Linked DNA regions of Zea mays: region 1 is linked to region 2. Evidence: chromatin contacts called from public Hi-C data. All regions are on one chromosome and are shown on one strand. Each heading gives the region's core, a stretch centred on a gene start, on an enhancer-like site or on the middle of the called end of the contact. The rest is flanking DNA. Distances are from core to core; before and after follow the strand shown.

What was found. A called contact is a pair of places that touch in the nucleus more often than the background predicts.
Region 1: a Hi-C map of ear shows a contact between it and region 2, with 2.8 times the contacts expected there. The contact joins the promoter of LOC103629107 here to the promoter of LOC103629111 in region 2. A contact is called at or near these places in 5 of 25 Hi-C or Micro-C datasets (ear, leaf, root tip and 1 more).

The regions. Positions count from the first base shown.
Region 1 is chr6:27,975,059-27,981,438 of Zm-B73-REFERENCE-NAM-5.0, reverse strand. It overlaps LOC103629107, which reads right to left and starts at 1,311. Exons shown (of 4, transcript NM_001301482.2): 1 at 1,273-1,311; 2 at 894-1,137; 3 at 522-805. The coding sequence starts at 1,077.
Region 2 is chr6:27,480,223-27,486,514 of Zm-B73-REFERENCE-NAM-5.0, reverse strand. LOC103629111 (probable protein phosphatase 2C 77) reads left to right here and starts at 3,137. Exons shown (of 3, transcript XM_020540200.3): 1 at 3,137-3,877; 2 at 5,252-5,500. The coding sequence starts at 3,353.

The sequences.
Region 1 (6,380 bases), core at 62-2,561, 500 kb before region 2:
ATAGATTTTATACATGATAAAAGGGGGAGAAAATCATTTTTGATGAATCTAGTGGCACATGCTTGACAGAAAAGATAGGAATTAATACAATATACTACTAGTAGATTTTAATATTCATGAGATATCGATGAACTTGAGAAAGTGCTAGCATATGGAGCATTTATTACACTTCGCTGATACGATCGCATTCGTGGCCACTGGCCAAGAAAAGATTCGAATCCCTGTGCCCTATCTTTCTTCTCCTGCGCTGCGCTGGGCCTGGGCAATGGGCATGCCATATCCACGCACGTTAGCAGCTAGCAGCAGCAGAGCTGCAGTAGTACGTATGCTACACGCATGCACTCAACTGATGCCCCTGTGCACACTATACAGCAGCCGCTAGCTCCTGTCCTACTCTACTCGTAGGCGTAGCCATGCGATGCTTGAGTGAGACTCCCTTCTGCCCTCTCGTCATCATTACAATGTGTCTCTAGTGCTGTACTGTGTGTATTTGGAGTATTGTAGAGAGAAAGGGTACGTACCCTTGTGGAGCTGGGGAGGAAATGGTAGGCGTAGGCGCCCTCGAGGCGGTACTCGTGCATGACCCAGTGCGTCTTCTGTCCCTTGGGGGCGCGGCCGCGGTAGAAGACGAGCGTCTTCTTCATGCCCACCAGCGCGCCGGTGCGGCCGCTGCGGATCTCGCGGTCCTTGCCGGTGGCCTTCCAGTAGCCGGCCACCGTGGCGCGGTTGGTGCGCAGGCCCGTCGGGTACTTGCGGTCGCGGAGGCTGTAGAAGTACCACTCCTTCTCCCCCATCTTCGCCTTGTCTGATCAGATCAGATCACATCACATCACGACAAGCTTAATGTCTATTCAATCGGTGGGTGGTCGATGCAAGCAAAGCAGCTCACTCACCCGGGAGCTCCCATGGCTCGCACTTGTTCAGGTCGATCTCCGCGATGGCGCGGCCGCAGAAGCTGCCGTCCACGGCCTTGCGGAGGAGGTAGTAGGTGATGAGCTCCTCGTCCGTCGGGTGGAACCGGAACCCCGGCGGCAGCTCGCCACCGCCACCGCCGCCGTCCAGGCCGAACCGCTCCATCGTCGTGTTGGCTGCCCCCTCCCGGCCGCCGAACCTGCTACTCTTCACCACAGCAGCTAGCTAGCACCAACAAACAAACAAAACAAAACAACACAACACGATCGAGGACAGGAGCATCCATTATTAATTAATGCAACAGCAAGAGCCAGCAGCCAAAGAAAAGGAATGGAAGCATCAGCAATTGTTTGTACGTACCTGTGGCTGTGGAGTCAAGTGAAGGCCCTTTTTTTGTTTGGGGGATGGAGCTCCGGGCTTCGTTTTATAGCCGGCATTGTGGCATGCGCTCGCCAGGGTCCAGGGACAGACAGACAGACAGGGAGGCGTAGTGCAGTGGCTAGTAGGTAGCAAGAGAGGGTGGGTGGCGAGCCGAGTAAATGGCGGATTCGACCAATCGGGGAGGCAAATCTCAGAGGCAGCCGGCGGACGTGACGTGGCGGAGTGGTGGAGCTTTGCTTCTGTCTGGGGTTTTGTGGAAGGATGGACGGTGGACGCACATCGGATCGGACGGATCAAGGTGCTGGAATTCTTTTATTGTTCATTCATCTCGGATGCGAGTCGGAATAACAAGAATCCAGTACGTTTTTTAGTCTTCAAACATTAAAAGCTAAAATTTGCTCTATGGTGACGGTAACATTTATTTATAATATATTAATATAGCAGCATCTCCATCAAAATAATGCTCCAAAGTTTAAAATACTATATAATTTAAAGTGTTTAGTACATTATAGATAACTTGAGCTTCAACAGTTAAACCTTAAATCATATACTCTAGAAAATAAATTAAACTGTTGGTCAGAAAAAGGTTAAGAATAATGTACAAAACATGGATATGGCAATAATATGATATTTAGTATATTTGGGTACTTTATGGTGTGTCATATATTCTTTTGATAAAAATTTATAAAATAAGGCGAGTTTTTTTTTATGAGTTGAGTTTTCTATTTCAAGATAGGGCACTGATTTAAGTTAATATTGGAGATGCTTAAGGGTTCTCGTAGTAAGCTAAGCAGAATCATGCCACAAGTAACTAACCATGATAACTAAGGAGTAGGGTGAAGCCTGGCCCACTACTCTTCCTGGTCCTTTCCTACTGAGGCAGCATCTCACTCGACCGTCCAACCCAATGCAGGATGGTGGCCAAATCACTCCAGCAACCATGTCATTCAATGAAGTACCTCTAAAATTATGCCACAACCAAGACTGAGTATACTAATACTTAGCTAGATTTACCCGGTGTGAGGAGTCTACTCCTCTACCTCTAGACCATGAAGCTATTTGGGTGAGGGGTTTGGTTTGCCAAAGCACTAGCTGAGTCTGAGTCAAATTTTAGCTTTCAAGTTCTAGAATATTCTTTAGACTAGGTTAGTATTCTTCTAAGCATACATGGTAATAAACATTTATTGCAAGCAACACTTTATATCATGAAACCTAATTTCACTTCTTACTCGATGCAGTAGCATGGATCAAGAAGTCTCATTAGCTGGGAGAAGCAGACGATTCGAATCGAGTTTTAAACCTTGCAAGGTAAACCTAAACACACAACACATAGGGGCACTTTGTCCCCACACACATCAATCGTCCCCATCGATTCCTTGGCAACAGAACAGGGCCTCACTGCCTTGGCATACAATGCTCCAATGACACCAACTACCACCGTGCAGTGGCCGCACTTGTACCTATCATCGCTAGGATGGGAGAGTCCGTCTCAAGGACAAGTGAGGATAAAGTCCGCGGGCAGGTTCACTCAGGTACTGGGCTTACTGATTTACCATATTTCTCGATATGTGTTTAGTACTTTCAAACGCTTTACACACGGTACCACACATTAATCCTTATTCCATTCCCATCTCGTAGACAGGGCAACCCCTAGGGATCCATGTCTATAGACAATCATAATTTCCATTGTCAAGATGATTACAATCAAATTCCTGACCTCGGGCGAGTGCTAGAAAAATCATTTGACTTCTACCGAGATCCTTATTTTGACATAATTAGTTACTCGACCTAGCATATTAGTATTCATCTCAAAAGGAACCTGAGTCATGCATCTAGGGTTTTAATCAACTCGTACACTTAAGTGCACAGTACAAGCCTACAATCATAAGTGCAGTAAAATAACAAATATAACGGTCATGCATAAAACCGGGGCTTGCCTTCAAGAGCTGGGGCTGTGGGGAGATCTTTCGTGGTAGGCTCGGGAGCTAGCTCCTGTACTTCCTCTTGCTCAACTCCTTGCTCTGGAATCAACACGTATTCTCTGTCAGCGAGGTTGCAACCTAACGAATGCAATGTGTGAGATACATGTATGTTATGATATGCAAGAAGGTTATTAATGATGCAAGGTGAAGTAACATTAAGTTACTTAGCAAAAAGCGAGGGTTACCTGTAACACACTAAAATCTTGTAGAAAAGCTATTCAAAGGATTCAGATTATAAATGCCTTTAATAAGGAATCTATTAGCTTTGAAATTGTTTCTTAAAAATAAGTAAATGGTAATATTGTATTTTGATTATTCCAAGTTAGATTGAGGTCTCAAAACTAGAAGGTAAATTGTAAATCAATTAATAAACATAAAGATTTTCAATTGCTGATATGGGTGAATTCTTTTCCCTCTCTCTTATGAATTAAGCATTTGTATTATTCAAAGGAATAAAATAAACATTAGGTAATAAAGTTGCATACCATGTTGGGTTTTGATCTCTGCATTCAACTTGTATTTGAATTTCAAAACTCAAATTTATTCATAATTTGTAATCTATTTGAAACTTGAATTTAAAATAGGAAAAATACAAATAGAAAAGAAAGAAGTCTCGGCTTTATGCAGGCCTGGGCAATCGGTTAACCGTTTTTTTCGGTTCGGTTTTTTGGTTTTTTTTATAAATTCAGTTTCTAGAAAACGGTAACCGAAACCTTCTGCAGAAAATCAAAAACCGAACCTTCAGTTAACCGAATTTTTCGGTTCGGTTTTCGGTTTAACCGAAAAAACCCGAACTGGCGAGTGGCCGATTGCACTGGCTGAACTGGCGAGTGGCGAGCCGGCTGCAGAGTGCAGAGTGCAGGCTACTGGTTGGTGCCGCTGCGGGCTGCCCTGGTGGAAGAGGACGCTGGCAGCCTTGGTGGAAGAGGACGTCGGCTGGACGGCTGACCGGCTGCGCCGCTGTGAGCTGTGGCGGGTCACTGGTAGGCGGTGCCGCGGTGCCATGCGGTGCCGCGGTGGCCGGCTGGCCGCCAGGCGCCTAGGCGGACATGCGGTGACTCGACAGGCGGCGGCGCGACACTTGGGTTGGGCGGCGGCGCGAGCTCTAGCTAGGGTTCGGCGTGAATGCGTTTGGGCGAGCAGGCGTCCCGCGTCTGGACGATGGGCATCGCGTCTGGGCGATGCCGCGATGTCGTGACCGGCTGAGTGGCTGACCGCTGTATTGTGGCGTCGTCCCCTCCGGAGGATGCAACGGCGACCTGATAACTCATTATGTATTGTGCCGGGTCAGTGCTGCCGTTGTACTTGGGATAGGTCCCTGTCCGGAAGTTGGCGGGCCAAGGCATCACTTGTAGATGTGGCGCCAGGGGACTTCGCTCGTCGAGGTAGTTGACCCCTTGGAATGGCGCGGCGTGCGGGAAGGTGTGGTCGCGCTGGGGGAAACGCGGGTCTTCCGGTTGTGCGCGCTGTTGCAGGGGTGGCCCATGCTGCAGGGCGAGGTGGCCTTCGCGCGTGTCTTCTAGTTGTGCGCGCTGTTGCAGGAGTGGCCCATGCTGCAGGCCGAGGTGGCCTTCGCGCTGCATCAGCGCGATCTCCCGCTCGAGGTCCTAGGCCTTCTGCTCTTCGTCGCGTATCATTTGCCGCACCTTGGCTAGTGCGGACACGCGCTGGCGCTTAGCCTCCAGTATCTCTTTCTGCCTCTGGAGATTGCGGTTCTTGAGGCGTAGGGCGCGCAACTATAGCTGTTCTTCCGCCGAGACGCCGAGGACCTCGCCGTCCTCGGTGAGGTCCGCGCCCTCCGGTGGGGCGAAGCCTTGGGGGGGTTGCGATTGTCCTTCAGGGCCGCAGGTGCGGAGAGCATCGTCTTCGCAGGTGCGGAGAACGTCGTCTTCGGTAGCCTCGTGGTGAGTGGAGTGGGTGAGGGCGAGGGCCTTGCCTTTTTTTGCGGCCAGCAGTGCTGCCTTCGCAGCCTCGTCAGCCTTCGAGTTAACTTTCATGGGTGCCATCGCGGGTGGTTTTTTCGTTGCACGAACGGTGGGCGCCAAATGTTGGAACTTGCTCTCTGTTGCAAGGGGATCCAACGATAGGTGTAGTGACGTAAACAGGGTTCTCGCACAAGATGGCAATAGCTCTGTTAATCTAGCCTCTCACGGGCACTGTGCGGGGGTATTTATAGGTATCTGAGTGCCCAGCGTCCTGTGTTAAGGACACATGTGCCCTTAGACACCTAGGTTATCCCCAGAATATTCTCATAAAGCAGGGTTACAGACTGTAATTACAGGGATGCCTTTACAAATTAGGCCCGTAACACGCAGCGGCCACGCAGGGCCCGTTACAATGGGCCGGATCACACGTGGGCCTCCGTGCTGGACGAGGCCGCACGGTGGGATGACCTCGTCGCAGGTCTTCGTCTGATGTCGTATGGGGCGAAGGGTGTCCCTGCCCGTTGTCTTGTCTCTGTTGGACCAACGACTGCAGCGAAGGCCTCGAGCGAAGGGTGACGTCTTTGCCTTCACCCCAACAACCGCGTCCGCGTGATGGCCTGATGGGCCGGCCGTGGGGGATGGGAAAATATGGGATGGCCCATGTGCTTCCGGTTTCGGTTTAAACCGAAATAAAAAACCGAACACCGAAATTAGTTCGGTTTCTGCAGATTGGTAACCGAAAAATAATCTGATTTGTTCGGTTCCGGTTTTTCGGTTTCGGTTCCGATTTTTTCGGTTTCGGTATTCGGTTTCCGGTTTTTATGCCCAGGCCTAGCTTCATGCGCTGAGACTCGTCACCTACGGCCCAGGAAACTCCACCACCAGCCGGCACAACATCACCATAAATTTCTACCGTGGCCCACCTCCCCTTTTTCCCGCAGCGCGTGCCTCACCCGGCCGCCCGACCGGTGGGCCCCACCGGACATGCTCCGTCACACCCGGCGCTTTCACCAGGGCACCGCCGTGTGGGCCCCCTGCTCAGCCCATTCGTCCTCATGAACGGAGCGACGCGGATGAACAAACCCACCGTGGAACTCAGGAATCCGGTCGCGTCCACCGTTATCCACCAGCTAAACCACCTCCGATGCAAGCTCCGCAGGGTTATAAAGTCAAATCCCAA
Region 2 (6,292 bases), core at 1,888-4,387:
CATTGGGACTCCAGTCAACTGCACGGGCGATATGATTACACCCGCGGTCACATCAAGTTACTACTCAGAAGCAGTCTGCTAAACGCTCAGCGTACCAAGCCGTCCCTTGCCTACACCCATTAGGGGGGACGCCCAGAAATTATCAGTATATTTTCCAAAACTGTCACATCCGTACAGTATATGCAATGAATACTCCAAGACAAAAGAGAGATATCAGCAAGGATCAAAGGAAAGCCAAATATAGCCGATAAGGTACAAATCCAATCGACAGAAGCATCAAAGCACGAAGTGACATGAAGACTAGTCAAGGGCCATCTATCGAACATCCAATCAGTCACAGATCAAATAAATTGCCAGACCTAGCAAGATATGGGCAGATCGTGTACTTGGCTTCAGAGACAAAAATGTATGCTGACCTCTGAAGCATAACATTGATGACATAATGCTGACCTCTAAGGCATTCGACAAAAGAAAAGGATGATTCCTAAAGAAAAAAAAGAGACACCATGAGATGAAGACCTCCGAGTGGATTATTTTCAAAAATCCACTCGAAGCTCGGGGCTACACCCATTGGGTGCACCTTTGGTGCACCCAATGAATCATCATCCCCGAAGAAGCAAAATGTTGACCTCTAAAGCACAAGGCAAAATTAAGACAAGGCTGACCTCTGAAAAAGCACGAGTGGAAGATGAAAGTGGTTTCTGATAATACTTGAAGTGAAGACCTTCGAGTGGATTGTTTGCAAAAATCCACTCGAAGCTCGGGGGCTACACCCATTGGGAGTCCAACAGTGCAAAATGCTGACCTCCGAAGCATGAACCTGAGACAGAACGCCAAACTTCAAGGAATAATAGCAGAAGAAGACACTAAAAAGAAAACGTGTTAACCGGATCACACAGAATTCAGAAGCAATGGCCCGACAGACTTATTTCCAAAGCATTCCCTGTTAAAATCAAATACTGCAAGCTGGACCTAGGATCTTTGGGTCGTTTATTCCAAAATCATCCCAAAGATCGGGGGCTTGTGGGGGACAGATATCCCCCGGGTCCACTAGAAGGATAAAAGACCTCACGAAAGGCCCAAGGGCCCCATAATTCGTAAGGTCATCCCCTCGTGGGCCTGGGAGGAACGACCAGTGGAACGGATTAGCACAAGGCCGGGTCGGCGCAAACCTAGACGGCCCAACAAATTTGAGCAGTGATCGCAACAGTGACCCGACCTTCCCGCGCAGGGGCCCCGTACATCGGAACTGAGCGAGGATGAGTCGGCTGAACTATAGGAAGATAGACTCAGTTAGTTCGCTATTACTTTGGCACACGTTGTTATCATATCCACATGTAATGCCCCACGGTCAAGTATATAAGGCCCAGGGGGCATCCCTTCAAGACGATCGACATCATTCATCACTTAGCCATCCACCCCTCTCTACGTTTTCCAGCACTAGAGAACTCCCTTGTAACCCATCGCATAAAGCATTCCAGCCAGGACGTAGGGTGTTACGCATCTTAAAGCGGCCCGAACCTGTACATCATCGTCTACTATTTCTCGTGCGCCCAGCACGAACCATCGAGCTACAGTCGGTAACACCGTCCTATTCCTAAAAGCACCTTGGGGGGTAACCCTGGGTGCGCGGTCGGACCCGAAACACCGACAACGACTGTGATTGAAGACTTCTATCGAGGATCCAACGACTCGGCCTTCGTCCGGGCCATACTTCAAAAGGCGCTGCCCACCTTCGAACAATTGTTCAGGGAAGCCGACATTTACATCACCGCGGATGAGCGGGCCTAGGACCTCATCGAATGTTGGAGACTGAGCCATCGGAGTGAAAGATGTCACTTGGTTTTCTAACGGTCCCCTACCTGACACACCAACTGTCGTGGTTTCAGAAACTAGGGGACAATAATATCTGTGTTCGGTGGGGGATGCTAGCGCGGACTCACTCCAAATGATGAATCGTTGGGACTCGATCCTAGGGTTTGAGACAAAGAGTTTATACTGGTTCAGGCTTACGCCCTAGTCTAGTGTTGTGTTGATCGTAGTATTGCCTTAGAGTGTGTCACAACTGCTATGTGTGTGAGAACCTTTTTATAGTTCAAGGGTCAACCTTACAGGTGAGACATGTTCTCTATTGGTATGGGGGCGATCTGTTCCCCCCTGGGTTGATGTAATGTCCCTTACGTCGTATGTGGTGTCGTGCGTAGCCGTGCTCCCAGTATGGCGTACCACCGTGCCCGTCTGCCATACGGATCCCTGTAGCGAGTCTGTTGCTAATGTCTTCATAGTGGTGCGCGGCGGGTCCCACGGACCAGTCTTATGGAGCGCCGTGCGAAGCGTGGCTTCTTCAGTCGTCATGAGCCCTGTATCATCTTCCGTCGTGCGTAGACATACACCCAGTATGGCGTATCGTGACGTCCTTTTCCGGTATGCGGGTCAATGTAGAGACTTCGGTACTAAGGTCCCCTATGACCGGGGTTGACTGGCCCCACAATGTGGTGGGGGGATACATTTGAGACCGTACGCGGGGGCGTCAAGTCATGTCGACAGGGACCTCTCGACACACCTTCAGTGTGTCGCATGTATGTTTGGACATGGCCTAGGGATGACGCGTCTTGTCGTAGCTGATGTGGATCAGTAGTACTAGATTAGGTCATCCGCCTCACCGAGTTGCTTGCTCTGTCAGGAGTTGGTCAGTCGTTCCGCCTCGCGCGGGTATCTGATCGGTCGCGTGGGTACTTCGTGTCACTGGGTTGCTCGACAGAGGTCGGGTTAGGTGCTCCACCTTGCTGAGTTGCTCGGCGAAGGTTTGGTCAGACGCTCCGCCTCGCTGAGTTGCTCGGTTGAGGCTTGGACGATAAGTGAGCCGTTAAAAGGTCATCAGCCTACTTCAGGTACACGGTTTCCGGTACCCGAAAAAACTAAAACCAGCTAACCTATTTTTTTAAAATGATTTTGTTCGTTGTATCCTATGGAGCACCGGAGAAAGATGAACCTAATAGAAACGCTTCACACACAGTCACACACAAACAAAATTGATTGCACCTGCTCGCGCCCGCGCTCGCCGCTCGATTCAATCCTTGGATATAAAAAAAAACTGTAAAATTTGACCGGTCAACCTGATGACCCCTTCTCTCGGTCTCGGATCCTTTCCTTCCCGCCTACTACCTATATATAAACGTACTACGTAACCAAACCCCGTCCAACCAAAGCCACTACGCTACGTACCTCCGCCAGCTTCTTTCAACCGCCCCCCGCAGGAATAGTAGCACACCTAATCCAAGAAGAAGCGCATCGGGTTCGGGTCCTCCAGCCGACGTACGGTCTCCGTTTATCCTGCCGCCGGATCGGAGCGATGCTCCACGGCGCCAGGTTCCTGTGCTCTGCCGTCGCCCGCCTCGCGCACGCGCTCATCCGCAGCATCCTCCTCCTCATGCCCCTCTGCTCCCCGACGTCGACCTCAGCGATCCCCGCGCCAACATGGCAGCAGCCGGCGAGGGCGGCGCCCTACATGAAGGTGCACCCGGCGGGCCCGCTGATGGCTCTCGACGACCCCAAGGACCAGCTGACAGCGCTGTCGTCGTCGGCGCAGCCAGCGGTCGTCGTCGTTGTCCCGGCGCTCAAGCATCAGCAGCCTGCCGAGAGAGTTGCGGAGACGAAGACGGCCAAGGCGGCGAGGGGAAGGCCGACCAGACTTGCCATACCGCCGCCCTTGCCCTGCGCTCCCGGGGTCGACCCGTTCGGCGCGGTGGAGGCAGAGTTGGCCACCGAACTGGAAGTGCAGGGCGAGGGCTTCTGCCTGGCGAGCAGGAGAGGGGTCAGGCACGCCATGGAGGATGGCTATGGGGTTGTCATCACTGATCACGGAGCCTCCCAATTGGTACGGTACGCGCATTTTATCAGCTAGCTCGATCAACTAACCTGCCTAGGTGTTCTAACATCTAACCTGCCTAGGTGTTCTGAATGGTCTAGTTTCTTTTCCAAATGAAAATCATACAAGAATATATCTGACGAACAACGACACGGTGTGGAAGAAATCTACATTTTCTGGATAAATTTCCATGGCTAGTGCTTATTAATTTCGTGATCATCGATCTTGTAAAAACTATAAATTCAATCAATCAATGATACTGATACGGTAGTTTGACCTCATATTAATTTTTGGGATTGAAAAATATAAAAACACTCAAATAAGTGCATACTAGTCTACATATGTATGACTTGTGTGAAATATACACACTCTAGTTTAATAGTTACAATGTATACCATGATCCATTTAAGAATAATTCATCAATAATTAAAACTGAAGAAACCAACTGTGATATCCTGGCCCCTGGGATGGTGATGTCCTGATCCAAGGCTTAATAAAATTTAAAAAATATTCATACCAACAAGATGCATCTTCTTTTTCGGAAGCCTATTTCGAAAAAACCTCCAAGTTAAGTGTGCTTGGCTTGAAACAATTTGGGATGAGTGACCGACCGAAAAGTTTTCTCGGATGCGCATGAGTGAAGACAAAGTGTGCACAAAAAACCTATGTTGGTATGTGAGGATGATATATAATCGTAAAGAGCTGACAGAAGTAAGTACCATCGGTACAGGGATTGAATGAGGTGTTACACCAACATGGCTTTGTAGTATTTTGTTTAATTAATAGGATACAGTTAGCGGTTCATCAATTACCATAGTAAACATACATGTACGGATTTTAAACTCTAAACTCAAGTTGAATGCCGTCAATATTAAAAAAACAAAATTATATATAGCATATGGAATTAATTGTAACTCTTAATAATTAGCTTCTCATGCATGGAGCACTCTTTTGTATTATTCTTATTATGCAAAAGCAACGCAACTAGCTCTTATTTAAGAAACTACTATAGCTAGACGACGAAAGCGAGAACGAGTCCATTGCTTAGCTGCGAAACATCCAAAACATAAAATGTATTTAATTTTTTCCCCTCTCAATATCTCTCTATCTCTCTCACTCGAGAGAAGTATAGGGCATACTCCGTATGACTCTGTTGGTCAAAACGCAGCAACATTCCACCTCCCATATCTCAAAGAGAGAGAGAGAGAAAAAAGGCAGCATTGCAAATTAAATCTTGCACTGATGTGTTCCGTTCTTTTATTTCGTCAATATATATATATATATATATATATATATATATATATATATATATATATATATATATATATATATATGCATGTAAGATGAGTATATATATTCAACAAGCATGCTATATATGTACAGGCGTTCTACGGTGTTTACGACGGGCACGGTGGCCGGGCCGCCGTGGATTTCGTTGCCGACAAGCTGGGCAAGAACGTCGTTGCCGCGCTCGCCGCCGCCGCCACTGTGACGAGCCAGCACCAACGGCCCGAGGCGGCATCGTCGTCAACGACGCAGCCGGCCAAAACAAGTGGTGACGAGCAGGTTGACGCGGTCGCGGCGGCGATCAGAGCGGCCTACCTGACGACAGACCGCGAGTTCTTGACCCAGGTATGCATCATCTACCGCCCACCACACCACACCATGCGCATCATCAGATTCGTATATGCTACTAGCTAGCTTGTAGCTAGCTTGCAAATTGCAATGCAACTAGCTAGCCCTTTTTTCCTCCTGTCTGACCGGGTCTCTTCCTGCATTGTTATATTCATATATACATTCATGCATGGGTCGGTACGGCGTCGATCGGCGTGGTTTAATTTGTTTGAACGGGTCAAGTCTTGCGTGTTGGTTGCTGTTGTTCTCTCGGCTGGACGTTGACAGTTTGCGTCGCGATTCTGGTAGCCACGTATACGTAGGTGGTGGCCAACTGGTTAGGTTTTTAGCCAAGTGCTGTTGTAAGCGTGTGTGTGTGATAGAGATTGCATGTCCAGCAAAAGCCGCTCCTAGCTGCTTCAGTGCCAGTGCCGTGTGGCTTCTGCTAGCTTAGCTTGCATTGGATGGCAATGGCATGCATCCAGCATGCAGAGGACGGCCGTCGGTAGCACGTACGTACGTACACACGTTCACATTGGCTGGCTGGCTGGCTGCCTGCCAGCCGTGCACCCTAGTCCGTACGGCACGGCTACGCGTTCTCTCATGTCAGTTTCAAATGTCAAAATTTCCCGGTTCATGTGAAGTTCGTACTCCCGCGTCGTGTGGGTGGAGTTAAACAATCATATATATGTTCGTGCTTTCAACCTACGTTATTAATTAAGGTCTTGTGCATCTGAAAAAGTTTAGCTTTCTGCTTTGTCGTCGATTACATATATGCAGGCACATTGTTTAGTTCTTAGTAGTGGTGGA